2 separate regions of the Mus musculus genome follow, and region 2 is linked to region 1. The links are chromatin contacts, called in public Hi-C maps. All regions are on one chromosome and are shown on one strand. Each heading gives the region's core, a stretch centred on a gene start, on an enhancer-like site or on the middle of the called end of the contact. The rest is flanking DNA. Distances are from core to core; before and after follow the strand shown.

Evidence for each region. Hi-C and Micro-C count contacts between places; a contact is called where the count stands out from the background.
Region 2: a contact with region 1 is called in a Hi-C map of the C3H10T1/2 cell line, with 9 times the contacts expected there. The contact joins two enhancer-like sites. A contact is called at or near these places in 4 of 15 datasets of contacts at CTCF or cohesin (the NIH/3T3 cell line, embryonic stem cells, liver and 1 more), 77 of 484 Hi-C or Micro-C datasets (3T3-L1-derived adipocytes, the C2C12 cell line, the C3H10T1/2 cell line and 38 more), 11 of 115 datasets of contacts at active chromatin or transcription factors (astrocytes, craniofacial prominence, embryonic fibroblasts and 5 more) and 2 of 9 other capture datasets (adipose tissue and pancreatic islet).

The regions. Positions count from the first base shown.
Region 1 is chr1:163,148,541-163,152,765 of GRCm38.p6, reverse strand. No RefSeq gene overlaps it. Among named protein-coding and RNA genes, the nearest start is that of Gm22434, 32 kb to the right of the region's middle. Within about 2 kb of position 2,120, at least 27 of the 459 cell types and tissues checked have an H3K27ac peak or open chromatin away from gene starts, as enhancers often do. A contact at or near this core is called in the C3H10T1/2 cell line and the STO cell line, where this site is marked.
Region 2 is chr1:163,288,964-163,293,114 of GRCm38.p6, reverse strand. The region is part of intron 1 of Prrx1 (paired related homeobox 1); the gene reads left to right. All of the region lies in intron 2 of Gm20471 (a long non-coding RNA gene), which reads right to left. Among named protein-coding and RNA genes, the nearest start is that of Gm20471, 11 kb to the right of the region's middle. Within about 2 kb of position 2,329, at least 27 of the 459 cell types and tissues checked have an H3K27ac peak or open chromatin away from gene starts, as enhancers often do. A contact at or near this core is called in the C3H10T1/2 cell line and the STO cell line, where this site is marked.

The DNA of each region.
Region 1 (4,225 bases), core at 871-3,370:
TTTTTTAATTATTTATTTATTTTGGTCAATCTCATCTCTCTACAGATTTTTTTTTCTTCATTAAAATTGTCTACAGTTTTTTTTATAGCCATGGAAACCTATAGATGGCTGGAGTTTATGATTTTTCTGTTTCATTTTATTACAGATATACAAAGACTGCCTTTTAAAAGTTTGCGATGGAAGGTGTATGTGTGTGTTTCCCTGTTTTTAATAAGTGTGTTTCCCCACTTAAATAAAGTCTTGGTATATTGACAAGTCAAGATGAACAAAAATTCATAAATTCTAGTTAGTCACTAGATCACTCATTCTATGCTGAAGTATTTTTTCTGAAGAGAAAGTAATAAAGATTTTGAAAACACATGTTTCTGACATTTCCAACAATGCTGGATGAAATGCAACTGGGAAAAGTTACCCTATAGTTTCATGAAAGCAAATTATCAGCGCTCTAGAAGTTACTTGGCCTTAAATTAATAAATTTGTGTTTGCACAAATCTGCATGCTTATATTCAAGGAGTGGAGAGGTGAATGGATTTATATTTTTCCAAGAAAGGCAGTTAAGCTCCTATGGGAAACACAAGTAACGTAAAGGGAATAGTTAATGCCTTGTCCAAAGTGTCGGCAGGAAAATTAACTGCTATAGTGTATACAAAGGGCATAGACGCGTACTTGGTGAGTTCCTTGTCAGTTTCGGCTGTTACTGCACGCACAGACAGACGCACTGCCACGACTCAGATCCTCAGGGAGCTACGACATGGCTGCTTGAAGTGCCCCATTTCCTCAATGATAAAATGGACAGAGTAATTCTGCTTACTCTGTAGAACTGCTACAAGAATCCAGTATGATCAGAAGAGAGTCTAGCACATGCTAAATTCTCACAGACGTAACATAATTTAACGGTATTTTAGGAAACCTTCAGTCATTATGCAGTTGTTAACGTTTATGAGTTTGGACATGATATATAATTCATTTATACATTGTATAATAATCAGAGTCCAATTAGTTTGTAGAATCTATCTAGAATTTCTTCGTAGAGAGAAGATCCTAAGTGTCCTTTGCTATTTTGAAGTTCATCATACCTCACTGCTAATTTACAGCTATCAAGTCTTGTGGTAAAACACCAGAATTTAAGCTGTCTCACTAACTTTGTATTCATTGACTGAGCTGGTCCCTCTTCGCTCCCGTTCCCATCCTTCCCAGCCTCTGCCAACCAACCTTCAGTCCGTTACTTTAATAAAATCACCTTTAATTTATATTCCAAATGTGAGATCGTGTCCTGTTTGTCCTTCTGCTTCTGGTCTATCTCATTTAACAATATTGAGTAAGTTTGTCCATGTTTTACAAACAAAGGAATTCTACTCCTTTGTGGCTGGATAGCGTTCCATTGTGTATGTATACCATGTTTTAAAATTTATTCATCTATTGATAGACACTTAAGTTGCGTTCACATCTTGCCCATTGACTGTACCTTTGGTTACACAGTTCAGTAATGAAATTGCTGAATTGTAGACTTCCTTTTTAACTATTAGCTTGTGAAAATAGCAGCACAGATTGAGATTATTAATACTGGGACACATACATACATACATACATACATACACATATATGATTAGATATTTTAAGTAAGGGAAAAGATAGGATCTCATTTTTTCTATCTCTGCCTCCCTTCTTCTCTCCTTCTCTCCCCCCCTCTCTAGCTCTGTATAAAAAGTAGGAAATGCAGATTCTGGAAGCGCCACCGCCTCAATGCATGTAAATTAATTAATTGGTTCATGAATTCAGGTGGTATGGATTACAGTTCAGTGCTAACTAACAAAAATGAGGCTGAAATAAAGACCTTTCCCCTCGCCTGACTGGGACAAAGTTTATTATTTTTTATCAGTTACTAAAGTAGTGACCTACTATGGAATTGCTCAACCACTGTATACCCTTCTCAGAAACAATGTTCTCTGAAAAGAGATGTCTAAACCGCTAGAGCATGTCCCATTATGGGAAAAACAGGTGTGACTAAAGGTGAAGGCACCTGAAACTAAATCCAGACCAAGAGCTGTGTAGCTAAGGCAGCACAGCTGTGCAACTTCCAAAAGGATTTGTGGGATAACACTGCCACCCCTTGGACAGAAAAAAACCCAGGGAGTTCGTAGCTTCCTTTATTATGGTACTCGTATGCCCCCTCTGGTAGATGCAGTGTTTGAGAGCATATAAAGAATTAAAAAAGGAAAACATCTCTGCTATTTAGCGAGCCGATAAAAATGCCACCCTACTTCCCAGCTCTTTGAAAGTTTGTGTTTGAAAACCCTTTTCTTCCCGGACCTTAAAGGATCCTTGTTCTATTGCGCCCTCTGCCCACTAGAGCCTTCAAGCTCCCGTGGAAGAATGAAAGTCGCCATCATTTTACTATGTTCGATTTAATTCTCAACTGGATTGTTATCACAGCATGGCAGTAATTATTTACAATACAATTTTATAAATGTATATACATCGTTATGAGGTCCAATGTGATTCGTTGACTCATATATACATCATTTTAGTGATTAAATCAGGATAATTTGCACACGTAGCTAACATTATCATCTGTTTGTGATGAGAATGTTAAAATCCTCTATCGATCTACTTTGGAATATGCAGTACCTTGCTGTTAGCAATGATCACTATATTGTACAGCAGTGCCAGATTGAGGGCAATTAGTATTGTAATGTTGTCTTTTATGAGATCAACTTTTTCTACCCCACATGTGTGGTTCCTCTGGAAAATGGTACTTAATAGAGAAGACGCCTTAAGAACTGGAAATAGTTCAGTGTTCCACGAGATGGCACTTGGCTGCTAACTGATGAATTACACTAAAGGTAAGGGACCTGGTGCTATCCCCCATTGCTAGCAAACAAGTGACAGTTAATTTTGGCTGGGCTTCAGGCTGGAGAGACAGTCTAGAATTGCCTGCCAGCATTATTGAGACCCCAGACATGCATACTGTGAGGTTGTAAGTCAGAAAATCAAAAAAAAAAAAAAAAAAAACAGTAAAGGGTTGAAAGAAATAAGTATACAAACTGTCTTCTAAACATGCATGTCTCTACCCATAGATAGAAGAAGAGATTAAAAAATGGCCCAAGTGCTGAGCTTGTGTGCAGTCAGTCCTAGAGGAGACACATCTATATCACTGCCCCCTAACACACACACACACACACACACACACACACACACATACACACACACACATACACATAAGGCTCAGGAATGAGATACATTGATATCAACACCCCCCCATACACCCACATATCTAAGGCGCAGGGATCATTGTAGAAAACGCAGTAGCAAGAGCCAGAGGATGGAGAGTAGAGCTATGCAATGCTGTCTGCCAGACTCTGCATGGCTGCCTCACTCATAAACTCACACCAGCTAGTGCACGAGACCTGCACAAGATCAAGCCAGTCACAACTCCAGCAAAGAAGAGGGAGGGGCACACATGGGTAAGAGTGTCTAGGGAATGCATCCCTACCTTTGGAGCTTTTGGCTGACAGCTGCTGAAGCAGGAAGCTTTAAACTTCTTTGGGAGAAAGGCTGCTGCTAGGTTGTCCCTGCCTCTGTGGACAGTCTCACACCCATGTCCATATGGGCAGCAATAACTGGACTCAGTGGGTTGCTAAAGAACAAAGACATGAGGTTGGGAGGGAGATGTGTTGTGGGGTACTGAGGGAGGTAGTAGGGGTGGACATGGTCAACTTGCATTGTATACATGTATGGAATCTTCAAAGAATATTTATCTAATAAGAGAAGAATACTTATTTTAAAGAGGCTGGTTAAAACACAATGAGAGGGAAAGTGGATGGGGGAGGGGGGAGAGGGAAAGAGGGGAACCTGATCTGGTATTAGGTGAGGGAAAAGGACTGAAGCCCTGAGGGCCAGCAGAAAGAGTGGAAACAGGCAGTCTCAGAAAATAGGAGGTTGGGGGGGGGCGTCTCCAGAATGCACCAGAGACCTGGGAAGTGAGAGACTCCCAGGACTCACAGGGAGAGACCTTAGATGAAATGCTTGACAGTAGGAAAAGGGAACTTTTAGAGCCCACCTCCAGCAGGAAGACAGGGCATCAAGTGAGGGATGGGGTTGCCACCCCACAGTCACATCTCTGACCCATAATTGTTCCTGTCTGAAAGAATTGCAGGGATAGAAATGTAGAGGAGCCTGAGGAAAAGAAGGCCCAGGAAAAGGCTCAAAGTGGGATCCAGTTCAC
Region 2 (4,151 bases), core at 1,080-3,579, 140 kb before region 1:
CTTTTCCCTACCATGCAATGGTGTCTCAAGACTTCTGCTAGACCAGTGGTTCTCAGCTTGTAAGCTGTGACCCCTATGGGGATCACACATTGATTATCCTACATATTAAATAATATTTCTGTTATGATTAATAACAGTAAAGAAATTGTAGTTATGAAGTAGCTACAAAATAATTTTATGGTCAGAGATCACTACAACATGAGGAACTGTACAGCGTTTGGAAGGTTTGGAAGGTTGAGAACTACAGAGCTAGACACAGCTCAAAGCTTCCATACTTCCTCCATTTTCTTCTTGTCTTCATTCCAAATGCCTGTGTAAACATCCATTTTTTTCCCCCAGGGCACGCATGCTGTCTCATAGAAGGCTTGATCAAATTTTTCTAGGATACTTTCTATGAGCCTGATATAATTTCAAACCATGTCAATTTCAAATCTGTAAGACGCCATTAATTTGGAATCACCAGAAGAAACTGTAGCTTTTGCAGAATATTTTCTACTCCAGATTTCTTAAGCACTCAGATTCTTAGAATATCTCGAAAAAGAAGCAAGACTATCTCTGTCTCTCTTCTGTCTCAGCATTCTGAATCTTCTCACATGCTTTAAAATGTATTCACTGCTCAGCACAGGAAATTTAATCTACATTTTGCCTAAGGCTGAAAGATCAGCTTTTTCATAAGGTCTTGCTTATTTGAGGTTCATGTCTTCAAACTCTGAGCCTCCCCAGATGTCTTCATTAATGAAAAAAATAAAAGTGGAAATTGGGTCAGGATAAGCTAGTTTACACCTATGGGGCTGGACCAATCAACCAGGTTCATTTCCTGATACAGGAAGAAAGGGGATGATGTGACATGGCTCAAGCCTGCACCCTGAGTTTGAGATGCAATGTCAAAAAGGTGACTTCAGCTTGCATCAGCAGCTGGCTAGGGCCAGCAGGTTGACTGGAAGCTAGCCCTTCCGTAAGACGAACTCAGAGGATATGAGTCATGGAGGAAAGTGCCTTGAGCCAATCTCATTAGTTTGAAAAGTATTCATTTGGATAGATAGAGAATAAAGAGTTGGCATTTGGAGTCACACCATTTACATTTCAGTTCCACTTTCATTTCTGCCTAAGGGTGCCACTGATGGCCTCTGCATATTAAGAAAATGAAAAATGTTCATGCTTGGTTGAGTTTGTTTAAGCCAAAAAGTCTATGTATAGTTTGAGGTCTAGTGGAAATTTCCATATAAATAACAAACTGTTATAGGCTTGGAGGGCAACCCTTTGATATTTACCAGAGAATCAGAAGGAAGGCTTTTGGGAGGAGGTGATATCTGATTGGTACTTGGAGTGTAGTGCCATATTCTTTTCCTTTTACAAGTCCAAACATTGTGCATTAAGACTAACGTAAACAGCAAACAAGCAGATTCAGTTGGTGAGGTACCTGTTCAATCCTACGAGACCTCGAGGACTGAGTGGAGTCTCATGGATGCCCTTGGTAGCAGTTGACATTGTGCCTTTGCCTGCTAGGTTTCTGCTCTGGCTCTTTTCACTGGTGTTCAACTCACACACGATTTGCAGTGAGGCTGGAGAGATGACTTAGCAGTTAGAACTGCTCGGTACTCTTCCAGGGGATTTGAATTCTGTCCCTAGCACCTACAAGGGGCAGCCTACCAGTGACTGGAACTCCATATTCAAAAGGCTCTGATGCTTCTGGCCACCATGAATATCTGCACACACACACACACACACACACACACAGAGAGAGAGAGAGAGAGAGAGAGAGAGAGAGAGAGAGAGAGAGAGAGAGAGAATTTAAAAACAGAAATCTTTTTAAAAGACTGAAAAATCAATAAATATTGGCATGTTTTTCATTAAAAATGCAAAAACATTATCACAACCTATGTCTTATGTTCTTTTCCTCCTCCTCTTCCTTCTCTTCTTCTTTCTTTTTTATAATTTAGAGAGTAGGGAATGATAGCTTGGGAAAAAACCTTTGGGCCCTAGGGACCAGAAACCTAAGAAAGCAAAAATAGGCAGCTCTGTTTTACAGCTCATCCTTTCTTTAAAAGGAGTCGTGGTGGCTTGAGGAGGAGAGGGAGCAGGAAGGGAGAAGGAACTGTGAGGAAAAAGATTTCTCCTGTGGTTTCAGCAAGGTCAAAAGTCTGAGAGTACTACAGTGCCTCAGGGAATGGGCTAGGAAAGATGGCTGGCTAAGGCTAGCCACTTCTGACACTTACTTGAATTCTAGCCTTTTGGGGTTGGAGGAGCGATTTGACGAGATCAGGGAGAGAGGTGGATGACATTTAACATGGTTACAAGACAAACAGGCTGCAGCAGCTTGTACAGTGGATTCCTTGAGAGACATCCAGGACAAGCAGTCACCTCTTAATTGCCTGCATATGGACTTTCCCACCTCGTGAATTCTTTGGCTAATCCACAGTAGACACTTCTCTCTCATGTGTGCACATTTCCTAGGTTTTTTTTTTTTTTAATCTTATTATCAGCCTATACAAAATCTCGTGGAAATACACCAGGGCAATACTAATCAGCAGTGTAAACATCCCAGATAAATACAGTAAACTGACAGGAAGAAGTTAGAATGGTTTCCAAGAACAAATATAGGGCATTTTGAACTACTGTTTATTTTGAGTAAAGGAGCCAGCTCTCATTGAGTTCCCCCCAAATCATTATGCTTTGCTTCTTTGCTTAGGTAGAGTAACTAAATAACAATTGCACATCGTCCTACCTCATTTCAAATACATTTGAGGATTGTTTTTTTTTTTTCAGTGTCAGAGTGTTAAAATATAAAGCATAGTTTCTATGAAAAGAGCTTAATAAGAGATCTTGACCATTTGATTATTTTTTTCGTAAGTCCGAGTATTATAAGTGAAAAACAATATAAACATGCAACAGGAAAATTTCAGAACTTCACATGCAACAGATGTTTTTCAAACAACAAAACTACGTTGGCCTCGGGCCTTGGTAGCCTGTATTTTGTGGACATGTCTATTGATGTTACTGGTTGAAAGTGTAGGACTTTTGTTCTAGAAGCCCCCTTCTCTGCTCTCTCACGACAGTCTCTTTGGATACTTAGGGATGCTCCAGGACTTTTGTAAATTCTCTCCTATCTTTCCCATATTACACCAACAGTGGCAAGTTCTTCTCTGAGAGAGTTACAACACACAGATGCAGAATGTGAGCCTGGAACAGCATTTTTTTTTTCCCTGTCTTGTTTGTTCTGAAGGACTTTCTGAGCCTCCTTTCCTTTCCCCTAAAAGGAAGACTAAAACACTCCCAGACCCCCATATGACGTGTTCATGAACACTTAATGAGATGATGTATTGAAGGGGGTGAGTACTATGCCTGTCATGTAGTGAGTCCTGGTCAATTCAAAGTTATTTTATAATAAGTGCTCGGAGCTCATTTTACAACGGGACAGACACTGTGGAGTCCTTTATCACTCAGCCATAAAAACTATGTGGATATTTCCTTGAAATATTTGTAAACATCTGGAAACAATTTAGTGTGTGGACCCTTTAGGTAACTAAAGGGACTCAATCTCAAAATGAATATATAGTCTCAGAAGACCTGGAGGTCACAGAGCAAGCGACCAAATACTTCTCCTCAATCTCCAAACCTTTATGGCAAGAGAATAGGAAAAGGAGAAAGGAAGGGACCTGGGGAAATAGATTTTGCATAAAGTTAAGCCACAGGAACACTTTGATGGGAACACACTGCTCTCCTGTAAACAGAAGTTCAGACACGTAGGCAGTACATCCACTCACTGGGGCGACCTTTGAATTCATTGTTATACATCCCAACAGTTGTTATCATCATTATTAACCTAGAGATTGTTGAAGGTAAGATTAATTCTAGACCTTTGTATGGACTTTGAACCTACAAAGTAAAGTAAGAAAGGAACTTCTGGAAGCGTTGGCGCACTCGCAGCAGACACGGGTTAGGAAAAAATGATTTATAGAATGTGAATATTCTTTTCTGAACCCAGACTGCACTGGGCTGAAAACTAAACTCTGATTCTTCACTGCCAGCTTTCTTTCTTTTCCTTCCTTCCTTCCTTCCTTCCTTCCTTCCTTCCTTCCTTCCTTCCTTCCTGTCTTTCTGTCTTTCTTTTTTTGTGCTCCTATTTCACCAATCACTTTGAAAAACAGTAA